Regions from separate parts of the Sus scrofa genome. Here region 2 is linked to region 1. Evidence: chromatin contacts called from public HiChIP or PLAC-seq data. All regions are on one chromosome and are shown on one strand. Each heading gives the region's core, a stretch centred on a gene start, on an enhancer-like site or on the middle of the called end of the contact. The rest is flanking DNA. Distances are from core to core; before and after follow the strand shown.

The links. HiChIP or PLAC-seq counts read pairs in DNA pulled down with a chosen protein or histone mark.
Region 2: a contact with region 1 is called in an H3K27ac HiChIP or PLAC-seq map of skeletal muscle, with 12 times the contacts expected there. The contact joins two enhancer-like sites. A contact is called at or near these places in 1 of 5 promoter capture datasets (liver), 22 of 47 Hi-C or Micro-C datasets (alveolar macrophages, brain, embryonic fibroblasts and 12 more) and 2 of 2 datasets of contacts at active chromatin or transcription factors (alveolar macrophages and skeletal muscle).

The regions. Positions count from the first base shown.
Region 1 is chr14:87,702,236-87,707,901 of Sscrofa11.1, reverse strand. It overlaps LDB3 (LIM domain-binding protein 3), which reads right to left. Exons shown (of 15, transcript XM_005657425.3): 10 at 3,055-3,186; 11 at 2,770-3,052; 12 at 1,438-1,618; 13 at 429-549. Among named protein-coding and RNA genes, the nearest start is that of LDB3, 44 kb to the right of the region's middle. Within about 2 kb of position 3,706, at least 8 of the 83 cell types and tissues checked have an H3K27ac peak or open chromatin away from gene starts, as enhancers often do. A contact at or near this core is called in skeletal muscle, where this site is marked.
Region 2 is chr14:87,868,692-87,874,215 of Sscrofa11.1, reverse strand. BMPR1A (bone morphogenetic protein receptor type 1A) reads right to left here. Exons shown (of 11, transcript NM_001204767.1): 4 at 4,554-4,650; 5 at 4,295-4,394. Among named protein-coding and RNA genes, the nearest start is that of BMPR1A, 17 kb to the right of the region's middle. Within about 2 kb of position 1,730, at least 3 of the 83 cell types and tissues checked have an H3K27ac peak or open chromatin away from gene starts, as enhancers often do. A contact at or near this core is called in skeletal muscle, where this site is marked.

The DNA.
Region 1 (5,666 bases), core at 2,457-4,956:
AAAGTCTGGTAAACATCACAGGAGCTGGGAGGGGACTTGCCCGTACTTGATGAGTTCCACACTTTCTCTGGTTGAATCCTCACCTCAACTCTGGGAGGCAGGTTTTGACTCCCCCTTTTAATACAGATGGGGAAAATGAGGCACAGAGACGTTTAGGAGCTCACCCGAGGTTACAAAACCAGCTTAAGGTGGTGCCTGGAACAGAGCCAAAGCTTTTTCACAAAGGTCAGAGCCAAAGCTTTTTCAGACCAGACCTTATGGTCTCCAAATCAAAATCATCTGAAAGGTTTCCCAAGCAGTCACAAGATGCCAACTTGTGGTCCATATATATGGGGCAGGGAAGACAGCAAAGATTGAATGTATGTGAATGAGAATGCCTACCCCTTTCTCCCAGACAGTGGGGCCTCCCCACAGCACAGAGATCCTACCTTTCTCACAGTAGGGCTCCCCATCTTCCATGTGGAAGAGGCTATTCCCGAAGGGCTTCTTGCAGGCTGCACAGACAAAGCAGGTGGTGTGCCATGTCTGTCTCAAGGCGTGCATCACTTCCTGGGGAAAAGAGCCTCAGCTTAGGACAGAAAGGTCCAATGGGGAGAAGGAAGCAGGCCTGACTTCCCTACCAGGCCCTGGCCACTGCCAGAGCATCTCTCCTAGAGCAGGGCAGGAAGGCCCAGGAAGTGGGCCTTGGACATGCCAAGAAAGGCTACAGGTGGCAGAGGAGGGACTTATCCAGTGCTTGCTGGGTGCCAGCTTCTGTGTGTACTCACGTAAGCTATGATGCTTAACCTCCCATCAAATCTGGGAGGGAGGTACTGCTTGTTACTGCCACTTTACCAAATGGGCATTGAAGGTCAAAGCCACATGTGGTTCAGGGCCACAGGAGGGTGCATGGTGAGGTCTGGCTTTGCAGAAGCTCCACCACCACTTTAAACTCTGTGGTCCCAGGATGTAATCATCTCTCACTCAGTTCATTTGTTCCCTAGATCATTGGTGGCAAACTAACTTCCTTCCAGGATAGAAATGGAGTTGTTCTTGCTCTGTAGCAAAGCAACTTCTTGGCTTCCAAAGGGGACCCACAACCTCGAGGAGGAGGAGAGATTGGCTGGAAAAAAGATAAGGATCAGGGAATTCCCATTGTGGCACAGCGGAAACAAATCCAACTAGTTTCCACGAGGATGCCGGTTTGATCCCTGGCCTTGCCTAGTGGATTGGGGATCCAGCATTGCTGTCAGCTATGGTGTAGGCTGCAGATGAGGCTTGGATCCTGCATTGTTATGGCTGGGGTGTAGGCCAGCAGCTATAGCTCCGATTCAACCCCTAGCCTGGGAACCTCCATATGCTGTGGGTGCAGCTCTAAAAAAAGAAAAAGAAAAAGAAAAAAAAAAAAAAAAAAAAAAAAAAGCTAATGGTCAAAGGAGAGGAACGTTGCCCACTTACCCCCATGATTTTGGTGTTGCACTTGGCACAGACTGGGGCGAAGAACTGCTCATAACACCGCTCACAGTAAACATTGTTCTGCTCCTCCACAAAGCATACATCTGCCAGGGAGGTCTTGCAGTAGGCACAGTTGAACTCTTCTGGGTGCCAGGAGCGGCCCATGGCTACCAGAAAGGGGCCCCTGAAGAAGCAGAGAACAGTACCTCCTAAGGCAGCCCCCAAAATTTAAGGAGATATTTCAAAACCTCCAATAACATTCATACTTTGACCCTGTAACCCTGACTTTTGTGACTGTTCTAATGAAATAACGTGAAATTCAGATAAAGCAAAAAGATGCTCACTGCTGCATGCTTACAATAAAGAGAAAATGGGAAGCAACTCAAACATCCACTAGTAGGGGACCATGTAAGTGTACCATGGAATATTCAATTGACTATTGATAATTATAATAAGAAGAGCAATGACAACGGTGCTGATGGCTAGCACTTATTAAGCGTTCACTCTGTGCCAGGCACTACTCAAGAAGAAATTTGCATTTATTAATATGCTTAATTCTCACAACAATCCTATGAAGCAGGTACTATTATGATACCCTTTTTCTGATAAGGAAGCTGAGGCACAGAGAGGTTAAATTGTTCAAGGCTATAGGACTACAGGCCCAGGACACAAATCTGGTTCCAGAATAGTACTCATAACAGTGGAAATGCTTTATGTTTTAGTTTTCACTTTTCGGAATTTTCTAATTCTTTTCTAATAAGTATATTCTCTCTAATGATACTTTGTTTTTAAATGAAAGTATACTGTTTACATATATCAGTTTGGCCCCCACACACATGCACATACTATAAACATACTGTATCCAAACAAGCCCCACCCATGATCCTTGGCTTCTACACATGAAATGACTTGTTTTCCTTTTAGTGTGGCAGATGCCCACCAAAGCCCTGAGCAGCATGGGCCTGTCTGTGGAAAGACCCAGAAGCAACCCTAAAGGAAAGCTGGGTCAAACCAGCACTGTCTGCCAGCTTGCAACATGCCCAATAAACCTACCAGCCAGACCTGAGATTCTCAGAACCCAGCCTTAGCCTGAGGGGATGGAGCTGGCACAGGCACTGCGCTGAGAGCTTCACCCACTTACCTCATGGAATTCTCCCAACTTCCCAGGGATGTGCGTGTCCCATAGGTATGGAAGCTAAACCTCAGAGAGGGTCAGACCAGAAGGTGTCAGACCACCAGCCTCAGGTCTGCCCTGCACGCAGTCCTCTCCCTACACCTGCCCTCCCATCCCCCTATCTTCCCAGCGCCCCAGCCAGGGGAAACAGCGGATCTTACCGGATGATGCTGTTGCAGTGGCCACAGAGCGGAGTCCGGCTGCTGGCTGGGAAGCGCTCGGCCCTCTGGACAGTACCCCTGGCAAGGGGGGACACCTGGGGACCCTGCAGCGGTGGGGTATAGGCAGGGGCCCCTCGGGGCAGGCTCTGCTTGCTGATGGAGGTGGTGCTTTTGCCCGGGGCAAACTTCTGAGAGAAGCTGTCATCTGTCACCCATGGGGGGCGGCTGGCAGACTCCGCAGGGCCCCCACTGTAGGGCGTGGGGTTATAGCTTGGGGCTGGTGAGGGGTATAGGCTGGTGCAGGTGAGGGGGAGTAGGTGGGGGCAGGGGAGGGGGTGTAGGCAGGGGCAGGGGAAGGGGTGTAGGGGGTGGGACTGTAATTGGCCCCTGGGGATGGGCTGTAGGTAGATGCAGGCACTGCAAGCCAAAAATACCCAAAGAAACAAGTGTCAGGAATTCATTTCTCCCAACTTCCTCCACACCCAGCCAGAGAACTGTAAAAGACAAGTTTAATATTAGAGCAGCCCAGTTCCAATTTTTGCAGGAGACACATCCCTGCACTTCTTGATGGCCTCAATTTGAATTTGCAGCAGGGAGCCAAGGGAGATAAAGAGTCATCAGAGCAGAGCCCTGGGAGCTTGGACAGGGCTGGGAAGGAATAGAGCTAAAAATATCTGCAGCTGTGTGGGGTGGGGCAGTCAGGCCTTGGCTGCTAGAGGCCTGCAAGAGAAGGCAGTGGGGGGCAGGGGGTGCCGGGCAAGGTTCATATCTGGATCCCCTCGGCTGGGAAGAGGGTGGAAGTGGGTCAGCCTTGGCCTTGACTAGAAGATGCTTTCGGTTGCACTCTGACCAGTGATTTGACATCTGAAATGCCTCAGTGGCATGCATTTGCTGAGCCTGGACTGAGTCCAGCCTTCCAGATGACCACGCAGTTAGGTTTTCAAGTTCAGGTTTCAGGTTTCTTGGCTTGACTTATACTGGGGGGGGGGGGGGGACACACAGTATTTTGGTTTGACTCAGGGTTGAGGGGTCTTGAAGGAGTCATTCAGAGGGGACCTGGGTACAGATGCTGGGGTGACCCAGCCCAGGCCTAGCTGCTCCCTCAGCCTGTGACTGCCTCTGGGGGACCCAAGCTCCCCTACATTACTGTGGTGGAAACTGAGAGTGTGTCTGATACTGTGTAGAGGTTACGGAAGAAACCGAGGGCAGGAGGAGAATGCACTGTCCCACTTCTGGAACTCCCTTCTCCAGCTCACTGAGAGCTGAACACCTTTTTAGGGCAGCAACACAAAGAGGCATAGCAGCTGCTCACTCAAAGCTGTCCCAGGCCTGGGCCCTCAAAACCCAGACTTCTAAGTTCTGCTGCCTCCCATTGCAAACCCTACCTGGGGCAGACCCAGCTGCATCTGGCACACATGGTCCTGCCAGCTTCCCCTTCTAGGGAGGGCAGATCCAGAAGTCTCTCCTCATCTCCCAGTCTGCTCCTCTGGAAAGAGGCCTCATTGTCCCCACCTGATTCTTGAGTCTGGCCTGGTGAAGAGCCTATGCTGAGGCAGCTCCTGTCAGGCTCCAGCTTAGAAAGGAGGGTCGGTTATTTTCAGGGCAAAAAGTCCTGGCCTGGCCTCTGGTCTCTCCCACCTGGTTCCCCGGGTCTACCTTCGATGGCCTGTGGCTTGCTGCTCCAACTCTACTACCTTCTACTCCCAGATGACTGGCTGTTCAGAGTTGGGTAACTTGGAAACCCCAGTGCTGGGAATGCATAGGGTCCAGGCCTGTGCCACTGAAACCATCCTGGGAGTGTTGCTGGTTTCCAAAGGTAAAACCTTCTCAGAAGGAATCTTCTGTCCACTTACTAAGAGGCACATAACAACAGGTCATCTGGGTTAGTTCTTTTTACAGCTGAGGTCACTGAAGCTCAGACAGAGACAGTAAGTGGCAGAGTCTCCAAAATCATTCTATCACCTCAAGCTGCCTCTGTAAAAAACATCATTCCAATTTCCAGAAGATCTGGGTGCACCATGTTATGGAGGTGTAACTACCAAGCTGGAGGAGACCCCAGGCTCTGGTGTGTAGCACAGCCATTGTTCAGGTTCCAGCTCCTACCACATCCTGGCTGTGTCCTTGGGCAAGTTCCTTAACATCTCTAGGCCTGAATTTCCTTGTCTAAAAATGGCAGTAGTAATCGTTAGTACCTCACAGGGTTGTCATGAGGATTAAGGGAGATAAGAACTACTTAGTACCTGGCACTGTGCATGTGTCACTAAATGTTAGTGAGGATGGTGAGGAGAGTGACTCCTGGGTCTCATGGTCCAGATGAACTGTCAGCTCATCTTAGCCTGATGGTCCCCTGAGGAGCCCAGCTCAGGGAGACTATAGGATATAGGGAGGGGGAGATGTGACACTCTGAAGTCAGGTGAACTGGGACTGAGTCTACTTATCAGTGATGCTAAGTATGACACCCCTGCCTGCCTCACAGGGTGGGTGCCTACCCATGCATTTTGTAAACTTGTGAAGCCCATATTTGAAATGTTGTCACCCTCCCTAACAGCATGGCATAGCTGCAAAGTGCCCAGAGCAGAGGGTCTCAGTGTGCTGGGGGAGGAGTGATGAAAAGAGGAAGAGGGGCTTCATCCCTCGCTGTTATGAATAGTGGGGTTCTGCACAAGATTTTTTATTTCCTTTTTTTGTAAAGTGGGGGACCTCTGCTAAATGGGATTATGAATGAGAGCCCTAATTCTGTGTCATCCAATACACAGCCCTACGTGGCTATTAAGCACCTGAAATGAAACTAGTCCTAATTAATATGGGCTGTAAATATAAAACACACACCAGAATTCAAAGATGGTACAAGAAAGGAAAATACCTCATTAATCATTTTTTTGTTTGTTTTTAAGGCT
Region 2 (5,524 bases), core at 481-2,980, 170 kb before region 1:
ATACTAGGTACCATTTAAATCATTTCCTTGACAGAATAGCAATGATTAAGATCATGGATTCCAGACCCAGGTGTCTGGGTTTTGACCCTGGTTCACTACTTAGCTTTCTGTATCTTGCTTTTTCACATAGCAATATATCTGGAGGCTCACTCCACAGTAGTACATAAAAGGTCTCATTTTTTAATGGTTAAACACTATTCCACTGCACAGTTGTTAACCATTCCTTTATTGGTACGACTTAGATTGTTCTAGTCTTGTTTCATACGAGGTTGAAATGAAAACATTTCCTGGCACATTTATAGTACAAATGACTAGAAGTTAGAACTGAATCTGGAATTTTGACGGGATGCTCTTTCGGCCCCTTGAAAGTCATACGAGTTATATTCCCTCCACTATTATATGCAAGTGCCCATTTTTCCCTACTCTCTCAACCACACCCTTGTGCTATAATACTTTTAGAACTTTAATTTTATCGTTTACATTCATCTATTTTTAAGTTATACAGTTCTTTGGGCTTAGTAACAAAACAGCAGTTCCCATATCTTATTTCTCCTCTTACCCATTTTTTACTTCTTAGAACCAAACATTCTTAATCTAATCTGATTTGCTTAACTTTTACTTTACTACTTCTAAATAATGTGCCTATATTGACAGTTTCAGTTTTTTAGTCTTAGGCTTTAACTACTGACTTCACATTGTGGAAGATGAGGATTTAACTCATCATTTAAGACCCCACCCCTTTCCCCAAAAGAAATACTTCTGTCTTTGCATCCTCAAAGTTACAGCATAATATTTGTTTAGACTGATACTCAATGTCTGCATTTTTATAATTATGTAAACTCTATACACATGTGGATCTCATTTTTCCTGCAAACTCTCTCGCCTCCAGGGCATAGGCAAAGATCTATTACTTTTGGTTTTTTCTTTTTTGGGGGGGTCTTTTTAGGGCTGCACTTGAGGCGTATGGAGGTTCCCAGTCTAGGGGTTGAATTGGAGCTGTAGCTGCTGGCCTACATCACAGCCACAGCAATGCCAGATCTGAGCCTCATCTGCAACATACACTATAGCTCACAGCAATGTGGGATCTTTAATCCACTGAGCAAGGCCAGGGATTGAACCCACATCCTCATGGATACTAGTCAGGTTCGTTTCTGCTAAGCCACAATGGGAACTTCTACTTTAATTACTTTAATTTTAAAATCATTGATCTAACCCACTGTGGGATCAGGGGTCCCTTAATGGTAATGAGGATGGTGGGCTGATTATAAAGCCAGAAGTGGACTTTACAATTGATAAACTAATCTGTGATATTGCTTGCCAAACAGACATTCTGGGCCAAGGGGAGGTGGGTGAACATCAACAAAATGAAGCATCTGTGTGCCAAGCAGGGGGACAAACTGATTCACCATGTTCATCCTTAATAGTCAAACAGAAAAGTGGTAATTTATCAGCCAGTGATACTTGGCATCCAAAAAAGGTCCACAAAATTTCTCACCTCCTGGTGTGCTTGTTCTTGTTTAATTCCCTTCCATAAAGCACTAGAACTGACCCATGCATCAAGAGAATATGGCAGAAGTGATGGTGTGACTTCTGAGTCTAAATCATAAACAGCATTGCAGCTTCCACCTTAGTCTCCTGGGTCACTCACTCTGTGGGGGAAGCCAGGCTTCATGCAGAGAGACACTCAAGCAGCTCTACAGAGAGACTCACATCAGAGTAACTCAGTTCTCCTGCCAACAAATGAGCCTCAGAAGTGAGCTATTTTGGAAAGGGCTCTACCAGCTCCAATCAAGCTTTCATGTGAGTGCAGCCTCTGCTGACATTTGACTGGATGTCATTAAAGATCCTGAGCCACCCAGTCAAGTCACTCCTGAATTCCTGACCCACAGAAACAGTGACAGATAACAAGCCACTAAGTTTCAGAGTGATTTCTTAATGCAGTATTGCACAAATAATTCAGCATCTGACTTTCTAAAAACAGACTTTCAAGCAATCCTCTTGGTTTTTACCGCCACCCTCAACTTCACTTCCAGAGATAAGTGGTACTGCCAATTCTTGAGCTTCTTGGGGAATTCTGAAGTATAAACTGGTTGCTTTTTGTCTTTCTCAATTTCTAGCTTGGGATTCAGATTTTTAGGTCTATAAAATCACTATTCATCCATAAGCTTTACAGATTCCAAAGCTTTCTGCTATTGTCTTTGTCTCCTTGTCCTAGTTGGACAAAAAGTTAAACTCTCCCCACCCCTTTTTTTATGGCTGCATCTGCAGCATATGGAAGTTCCTGGCTTAGGGGTCACATTGGAGCTGCAGCTGCTGGCCTGTACAACAGCCACAGCAAAGTCAGATCCGAGCTGCAACCTACACTGCAGCTTGCGGCAACGCTGGATCCTTAACCCACTGAGCAAGGTCAGGGATTGAACCTGCATCCTCATGGATGCTACTCAGGTTTTCCACCCACTAAAGCCACAACAGGAACTCCCCAAAAAGTTAAAACTTCTTACTGCAGTTTTAGTGGGGGCAACAGAAGTAAATAAGTATGCTTAATCAGTCTCAGCTTTCTAAAATTTAAATGCGTAAAAGATCTATTATCAAACATTTGAATCTCTGCCAGTGTAATAGGTGGCAAACAGTATTTTCTTTTTTCATATTCTGAGTATTCTTGATTCATCTTTTTATTTTTTCTTTTAAGAGTTACATGTATTTCTTTTTAGATTAACCATGTGTTCATTTTTAGGGGGGCTATTTTTCCATTGAATTTATTTATTTATTTTTTTGATTTATAGAAGCTCTGTATATTCAAGAAATCAGCTCTTTGTAATATAAGCCATTGATATTTTTCACTATTAGTCTGTCTTCTGAGCATTTATAGTGGTTTCTACCACAGAGTAAAGTTTTATTTTTATGTAGTTGACACCATCTTTTTTTTTTTATTTTAAGGGGTTTATTTGTTTGTTTGCTTGGGTTTTATGTGAGACTCAGAAGGGTCTTCCAAACTCTGGGATTATTTTTTAAAAATCTAAGGTTTGTTCTCATATTTTTATCATTTCACTTTATATCTAGCTCCAATCTGTCTAGAATTTATTTCAGTGTAGGGAATTGATTCAACTTCACTTTCGTCCATACAGCTATCTACTCTCAAATCCATTTACTGAACAAGCCAACTTTTCTTTAGATCATTTCAGTTAGCTGTAATGTTACCTTTATTATATACTAAACTTTCTTTATACACTTTAGATACTTGGATCTACTTATGGGTCTAGTAACCAGTTCTACTGATTTCTCTTTTTATCCATATGCTAGTAAGATAATGTTTTATAAGTGAAGTCCTCCTCTTACTGCTCTTCTCATATGGCAACTGTCTTCTGAAATCATGTTTGCATTTGCAAACAATTCTGAACCACCAAATAACCAAGAATAAAATATATATAGTTATTATATATATATATATTATATATATATATATATATATAGTCAATTTCTTGGGACAGGTTTTAAAAATTCAGAAAGAAGTTCTATATATACATACATATATATGTGTGTGTGTGTGTGTGTGTGTGCGCATGTGTGTGTGTGTGTGTGTATACACACATTTTGCTTTTAGGGCCTCATCAATGGTATATGGAAGTTCCCAGGCTAGGGGATGAACTATAGCTGCAGGTGCCGGCCTACACTACAGCCACAGTAATGCTGGATCCTTAACCCACTGAGTGAGACCAGGGATCGGACCCACATCCTCATGGATCCTAGTCAGGTTCATTAACCACTAAGCCACAAAGGGAACTCCTGAATGTTCAATATTTTATAAAACAAACAAACAAAAAATCATAACAAAAGTATAACATTGTATCCAATTAATTGGTAGTACGGTCCTCTTTTCCCTTAAGAAAACTATAATCTAGTTATTTAAAGAAGATACAACCAGAGAATACAAGTTAACGGCTTTTCAATTACACTCAGTAGTCAATAGTTTCAGCTCAGGAACAACTGTTTATATCTGGAGTCCCCGCTGTGGCGCAGCAAAAACCAATCTGACTAGTATCCATGAGGATTCAGGTTCGATCCCTGGCCCTGCTCAGGTTAAGGATCTGGTGTTGAGCTGTGGTGTAGGTCACAGACTCGGCTCTGATTCTGCATTGCTGTGGCTGTGTAGGCTGGCAGCTATAGCTTCGATTCAACCCCTATCCTGGGAACTTCCATAAGCTGAGGTGAGGCCCTAAAAAACAAACAAACAAACAAAAGAACAACTGTTTATATCTAATACTCAACAAAATACTTTGCATCAAAATTATCTTACTTGTAACAAAAGCAGCTGGAGAAGATGATCATAGCAATTATGCAGACAGCCATAGAAACGAGCAAAGCCAGCCATCGAATGCTGCCATCAAAAAATGGACCTGACAACAGAAGTAAACAAAGAAGTAACATATCTTTCTATCACATCTTAAAAGGAAAAATAATCTGTGGTGTTAAATTCCAGAAAGTTTGACTTATTGTTAAAACCAGAGAAAATATTGTACTGAGAATTAAGACGGTACTTTTCTCAGCTAACCTACCTATAACAACAGGGGGCAGTGTAGGTTGTAAATACTGGTTACATAAGTTGGTCCGACAACATTCTATTGTCCTGCGTAGCTGGGCTTTCGGTGAATCCTAGAGGACGAGTAATGATAAAATTAGAAACAATGCAATACAGTAAACAGATAATTAATTTTTAAAATATTCATAAAATGCAATTTATAATTCAGTGAGTAAAAAAGACCTGCAAATCTTACATGTGAAAAAAGATTATTGAAAAATTTGAATCTGTAGTGAAATAGTGTTATGAAGACTCTAAAAATTTTTTTCTTTCTTTTTTGTCTGTACCCACAGCATGTGGAAGTTCCCAGGACAGGTATCAACCCTATGCCACAGCAGCAACCCAAGCATTGCTGTGACAACACCAGACCCTTAGGAGAACTCCTAAAATTTTTTTTTTTAAGAATGTATGTATGCAGATGATGTGTTATAGCACTAGACTATTAACTTAATTACAGATAAACAATAGTTTATAAGTATTTTTCACCAAAATTTTGGCCTCTCAAAGTATTACAAGTCATTTGTTTTTAGTAAAAAAGGAATTAAAGTCATGAGATCTTTTCCTAAAAAATACAGGTAATACATTACTAGTATTAAAATAGTAATCTACTAGTAGGGCAAATATGATCTTACAGTAGTACTGAGACTTAGATGAGACTTAAGATCAGACTGAACAAAAAGCAGAGGGTATCCTCAGTGAAAGAAATGACAAGTTAGGAAAGGTAGTCAAGGAGGCAGAAGATACTGCTGATTCTGCACATAACAACTGTGTTGAAACTAATGAAGCAAGTTGAAGCTCGCTTGGTAAGGATAAGGGCAAAATATAGAAACAATATTCCTGAGGGTTTTTTAGAGACCACAAACCAGATGTGTGTCCCTAAAAGATCAGAAAATGAACACATGGAAAGATGATAGTCATGAGAACAGACTCAATAACTAAATGTGAAGT